2 separate regions of the Sus scrofa genome follow, and region 2 is linked to region 1. The links are chromatin contacts, called in public HiChIP or PLAC-seq maps. All regions are on one chromosome and are shown on one strand. Each heading gives the region's core, a stretch centred on a gene start, on an enhancer-like site or on the middle of the called end of the contact. The rest is flanking DNA. Distances are from core to core; before and after follow the strand shown. Region 1 holds the start of PDCD7 (programmed cell death protein 7). Region 2 holds the start of PARP16 (mono [ADP-ribose] polymerase PARP16).

The links. HiChIP or PLAC-seq counts read pairs in DNA pulled down with a chosen protein or histone mark.
Region 2: a contact with region 1 is called in an H3K27ac HiChIP or PLAC-seq map of alveolar macrophages. The contact joins the promoter of PARP16 here to the promoter of PDCD7 in region 1. A contact is called at or near these places in 1 of 5 promoter capture datasets (liver), 1 of 47 Hi-C or Micro-C datasets (liver) and 1 of 2 datasets of contacts at active chromatin or transcription factors (alveolar macrophages).

Annotation. Positions count from the first base shown.
Region 1 is chr1:163,171,101-163,174,180 of Sscrofa11.1, forward strand. PDCD7 (programmed cell death protein 7) reads right to left here and starts at 1,428. Exons shown (of 6, transcript XM_003480441.4): 1 at 1-1,428. It overlaps CLPX (ATP-dependent Clp protease ATP-binding subunit clpX-like, mitochondrial), which reads right to left. Exons shown (of 14, transcript XM_021100084.1): 14 at 2,787-3,080.
Region 2 is chr1:163,318,378-163,321,457 of Sscrofa11.1, forward strand. PARP16 (mono [ADP-ribose] polymerase PARP16) reads right to left here and starts at 1,670. Exons shown (of 4, transcript XM_021100127.1): 1 at 848-1,670. The coding sequence starts at 1,021.

The DNA.
Region 1 (3,080 bases), core at 178-2,677:
GGGGCAGGGATTCGATCCCTAGCCCAGAAACTTCCATGACCTGGGTGGGGCAAGAAAAAAAAAGTTATATAAATGGAATCATACAGTACATAACCTTTTGGAATTTGCTGTTTTCACTCAGCGTAATTCCTTAGAGATACATCCAGGTTCTTGTATCAGTGCTCCTTTTTATTACAATAAAAGTGTGCAAAAGTGTGGATAAAATGAAACTACATTTTGTTTTAATCATTCACATGCTGAAAGATATTTGATTTGTTTCCATCTGGGGGCTATCATGAATGAATCTGCTATAAACAGGTGTATACAGTTTTTTGTGCTAACACAAACCATTTCCCAGGAACAAATGCCCAGAAGTTCAGTTGCTAGTTCATATGCCAGTTACATGTTTATTTTTTGTCATTTTAGGGCCACACCTGCAGCATATGGCTCAGATCTAGTGTTGCTGTGGCATTTGTCCGCAGCTGCAGTTCCAATTCAGCCCCTAGCCTGGGAACTTCCATATGCCATGGGTGTGGCCCTAAAAACCAAAAAAAGAAAAAAGAAAAGAAAGAGCACCTTTTCCAATACTAAATTCCCATGTTTATCCATGAATATTTGAGATCTATTTCTGTACTTAACATTGTTTTCCATTGGTCTGTTCATTCATGCACTGGCATACACTTAAGTATTTAAAGGTTTATAATATTTTTAAAATAGAAGATGCAGGTCCTCTTCATTCTTCAGTGTGTTGGCTAAGTGGAGAGGCTCTGGAATTAGTCTACCTGGGGTTAAACCCTGGCTGCTACTTACTAGTTGTATGACCTTAGGAAAGCTACTTAACCATTCTGGGCTGAAGAAGAGTTGATAGGAGTATCTACCTCATAGAGATGTTGCATTAGATGAACAGAGCAACACAGAGCAAGCCCTGTGAATTTGCATTGTCATTTTGCTTGTTTACCATTTTTTTCCAGATGAACTTTAGAATCCATTTGCCTAGTTTCAATTTTAAAACCTGTTGGCATTTTATTGGAATATTAAATTTATAAATTAACAAAGATAACAGACATCTTTATAATATTGAGTTTTCCAATTGAAGAACAGGGAATACCACTTTTCATCAAGTTTGCAAAAACACCTATCCATCCACTCTTCCACTTAAATTGCTATAATCTTAGTCTAATTCATCATCTTCTAGTCAGTTTATTATAACAGCCCTGAGTGTCCCTGACTACATCCTTGCTCTTCTATAGCCTGTTCACTACACTGCAACCAGAGTGGTCTTTTAAAACATAGTCTGAATATGCTATTTCTCTGTGTGAAACCTTCCATCAGCCTCTCTTCTCAGAATCAAAGCCTGGAAGGGAATTGGAAACAGCAAGATGAACTTGTAACTTATTGTAAAGATGTAGGCTCAAAGGGGTTATGTTTTGCATGCTGATGAGAAGTGATCAGTAAAACGGGAAGAAAATGATGAGGTAGGAGATAAACAGCAAGTGCTGAAGAAATGTCCACAAGTAAACCTCTAGTTATGTTTCCCTCCATTTACCTAAGAGCTTTCCCTTCCCAACAATCTAAAACACACATCTAGTGATACCCATCTCCTGCTTAAAACCCTTTTAATGGCTCCCCCTACTTTCTGCATAAAATTACAACTAACCTGGCATACAAGATGTAATTTTCCTTTTAAATGTATGGAGCACCAAATACATGAAGCACTATGTAGGTGCTGGTTATAGTTACCAAAATAGGCATGGTCTTCACCCTAGTGGGACTTATGGTACAGTTGGTAAGACAAGGAAGAAATAAGCTTGGAAGGTCTTCCATGAAATAGGAAATACTAGGCAGTGTTCAGATGCTGCTGGGAATGTTTCAGTAGACGACCGATAATAGAGATAATAAAAGAACTGAAGGCCTTGAGATACGAGAGGGGATAATGGGATCCCCTCATAATAAAGTAGAATGACTGAGTTTTGATAAAAAAGAACTTTCAGCTATAACTGGAGAGAAAGGTTGGGTGCTGAAGAAGGTAGATTTACAGATTTGATGGTGGGAAGACGAGTTCCATCTTTTGACAGTTTCTCAATGAAAGGCAAAATTTTCAGTTGGATGGAGAGGGGAAAGAATATATTAAATGGTCATCTCAGAGGAGTGACATGAAGTTGTACTTGCCTATTTCTCAACTCCTAAAACTCCCTAGTTGTTTTACATTTCTGAGATTTTGATTTAATTTTCGTTATTCCTTTCTGGCAAACTCCTACCTGTTCTTCCAGATCTTTAGAGACTATCACCTTCTGTGCCACCACACTTGGCACCTATCTGACTTCCATTATTATAATGCATTGATGTTTGTTTTTACCTCCCGTACTAGATTAGTAAGCTTCTTGGAAAGCTTGATCAGTGTTCCTAGTGTGGGACCCATGCAGGATAATTAATATAAACAGATCTTTTTTGTCTGTGGAATCTACAACTAGGAGAATTTTCTAGAGGCATATCAAAGTGTCAAGGATTAATCAGTCACTAGAATAAAGCAGCCCATGATATATGAATCCTTTCCTGAGACTGCGGACTGAAGACCGCAGACTGGTGACCACGGACCTGGCAACTTTTTTTTGAATGCCAACACATGGAGAAATTTTTGCCTGTCATCTTTGGTCACTATCACATCCTTCGTGCAAGTGTGAAGAAAGTTCCCTTTCTCTTTCCCTGCTGCTGCCACAACAAACATATATGAAAAAAACTGATTTAAAAAAAAAAAAAGTAATTTTTTTTTTAATGGCACTGCATTATGAACATACCACCACAATGGCTTTCATTTAATCTTTTTGCTTTATTCAAATGCCAAAACAGGTTTCAAGATACAAATTGTAGTTATACTCAGTTGTTTTTAATTTAAAAACATGACTTATGCTTTTTAACAACTTCCAAAACAGAATGTAAGTTGTTGTGACTAAAATGTCTCCCAGTCCATTTCTGGAGGACTGTCTTTAATATATTCAGTAACTACTCCAATTTTCACTCTACAAAAAGGAAAATGATGAGGCTGTAAGAAAAAAATAATGAACAGTTATAATGTGAAAGAGAACTTTAACCATTACTAGCGC
Region 2 (3,080 bases), core at 420-2,919, 150 kb after region 1:
TATTTTACAGAGGATTTCTATATTTATACTCTTGAGTCATATTGGCCAACAGTTCTCTTTTCCTGTATTATCCTTTCTAAGGATATTATCCTTCTTAAGGATAATACAGGAAAGGATATTATCTCATTAAATTTCAAGATTACACTAGCCAATTTTCAATACTCTGGAAGAATTTCTATAAAACTGGATTACTTATTCCCTCAGTGACTGATAGAACCCACCAATGAAACCAGGTAGTCCTGGAGTTCTAAGGGAAAATCTTTGACTACTACTTCAATGTCTTTAATAATTGTAGGTTTTGATCAATCAATTTGGTTAAGTTATATTCTTCTCGATAATTCCAAACATTTAGATTATAAAAATAACTGATACCTGGAATGCTGACCCTGAGGTGAACTCTGCAAGAAATTGAGTGCTTCGTGAATCATCAAGGAAATAACAGCTCACATGTATACTGTACATGTTATAATCTACAAAAGTACTGCGCATATATTACCTCATCTGAAGATGGAGGTCTGGGTGGCGTTGGTGACTTCTGGTGTCTCATAACTTGCAAAGGGATAACTAACTTCCGGTTGAGCAGAATCAGCTGACGCAAATCAACTCCCCATTACTGACCACACTAGGAAATTTTGGGGAAGCCTATGCAATTGCTGATTTCCTCACTTCACCCGGGGAGTCACTTGTATTAACAAGAGGAAGCAGCCACCTGGTGCTTTAGAAGTGTTCTTAACGCCTAGAAACCTTTCCCCAAGGAAAGTCTGGGGCTGGCACCTTCACTAACACGGATTCCAAGGGCAACGTGGTCTGGGACGCCCGGGTCAGCGCCGGGAAAAAGCACACTTACCAGGGCCTCAAAGTCCTTGCAGTCGTGGCGGGCGTAGGACGCAGGGAAAGGCCGCAGAACCGAGTCGCGCTTGTAGCTCTGCAGGGCCGAGGCGAAGAAGCTGCAGCGGAGGTCAGCGGCCAGCACGTCGCGGCCCGCCGCCTCCCTGACCGCCGCCCAGCCTGCGGGTTGCATCTCGGGTCGCCGCGCGTTGCCGGGAGAGACACGCCGGGTGGGGGCTAGGGCCGAGCCTGCGGTCAGCGCGGAGCTGGGCCCGTGGACAATGGGCTGGACCCGGCCCGGGGTTCACGGACTTGGGGTGAGCCAGGCAGAGGGATGAAGTGACGCGGGTGAGAACGTCCTGACCAGAGTCTCCTGCGGCGGACCGGCCAGTTGAGAAGAAGAACCGGCAGGGACCGCGGGTCGGCGCGGGGGTTGGGCCTGGGGATAATGGGGCCGGGCAGCCGGGAAATCCCAGGCCTGGGGGAGGGGCTATGACATGGGATGAGACGATAACGTACTGACACCTGCCTTCTGAAGGGACGTGGCGCGGGGAGCAGCCCCTGCGGGGACCGCGAGCCCCCTCCCCGTGCGGGGCCAGGCTGAGAGGCCGGCGCCGCGCTGACCCTCCTGCCCCGCCTACGACGGTCGCCGCCTAAGTCCCGGCGCTCTCCAGGCTGACCTCGGCGCTGCCTGCGTTCTGCCAGCGGTGCGCGGCGGCTCGCAGCGTGTCGCCTGCCCGTGGGACTCCCTCGCCCCAACACGTGCCCAGGCCTACCTGCCTGGCCCTCCCCTCTGCCTGGCGCCACCGGCGCCCTCGAGCTCCGCCCAGCCCAGGGAGGGCCCGCCCCCTCCCGAGCCCGCCTCCGCCACCTCCTCCGCGCAGTTTGTCTGCTGTCCCTCCGCAGGAGAGCCCTAGGCGCGAGGTGTGCGCCCCCTCGGAGGTGCCCTCGCCTGCTTGGGAACACCCTCAGGGAAGGTTGGAGTAAAAGCTAAGCCAGGCATTCTTTCCCTTGCCCTTGTCTCAGCTCAAGGCTGAGCCTGCTGGTCTTCTCTGGGGAATTGCTACCACCTACTGCCTAGGACTTGAATCGATTCTCTGAAAAACCGCTGTACAAGAGAAACTGAGCAGGGCCGTGTGGGCTCCTCCACACAAACTTTTCTGTGTCCCCCATTTTTTGGTTTCCATAAATAAGCTTCAGCTTCCATGACTTTCCCTGAGTTCTAAAGGGCAGGTTCAAACAGTAGCTAATCAGGGAAGTGAGGGGATGCAGAGACAGGTAAGAACAGTCAACTAGTGCAGCCTTGGGGCAGTGTCCAGGTTTCTCTTGAAGGAATATCCATTACAATATCTTTGAGTTCTTTTGCAGAACTAAAACCCCCAATAAGGGTGTTCCCACAGTAGCCCAATGGTCACAAACCCGACCAGTATCCAAGAGGACACAGGTTTGATTCCCGGCCTCACTCAGTGAGTGGGTTAAGGATCTGGTGTTGCTGTGAGCTGCGATGTAGGCCACAGACATGGTTTGCTGCAGCTGTGATTTAAGCCTGGGAACGTCCACATGCCGCTAGTGTGGCCCTAAAAGACCAAAGAAAAAACAAAAACACCCAACAAATGAAAATTAGAGAGGAGGATCACCAGTCCTGGGGCCACTAGATTTGAAGAATACAAGCTTGCATCTACCCTGAGCCTTACCTGTGGCCCTACCTTCTACTCCCAAACTATAAGCCCACTTCCTGTTCTCCCCCAAAGGAGGGCACAGCCTTTAGGGCATTAGCCTGCTGTGGCCTCCTTTGCCCAGCAAAGCAATAAAGCTATTTCTTTCTTTTTTTTTTTTTTTTGTCTTTTTGCCATTTCTTGGGCCGCTCCCGCAGCATATGGAGGTTCCCAGGCTAGGGGTCGAATCTGAGCTGTAGCTGCCAGAGCCACGGCAACGCGGGATCTGAGCCACGTCTGCGACCTACACCACAGCTCATGGCAATAGCCGGATCCTTAACCCACTGAGCAAGGGCAGGGGTCAAACCCGCAACTTCATGGCTCCTAGTCGGATTCGTTAACCACTGCGCCACGACGGGAACTCCCAATAAAGCTATTTCTTTCTCCTTTCTCATGTTTCTATTCAGCTCCAGTGGACTGAGGCCTGAGTTTTGGCAACAGAGGGAGCTATCTAACACTCAAGGCAAGTGATTCTCAAGAGTGCTGCTGTAATTCCCAAGGTCCCCCAGCTGAACTGCGTGAATCTGGGATCCTGAA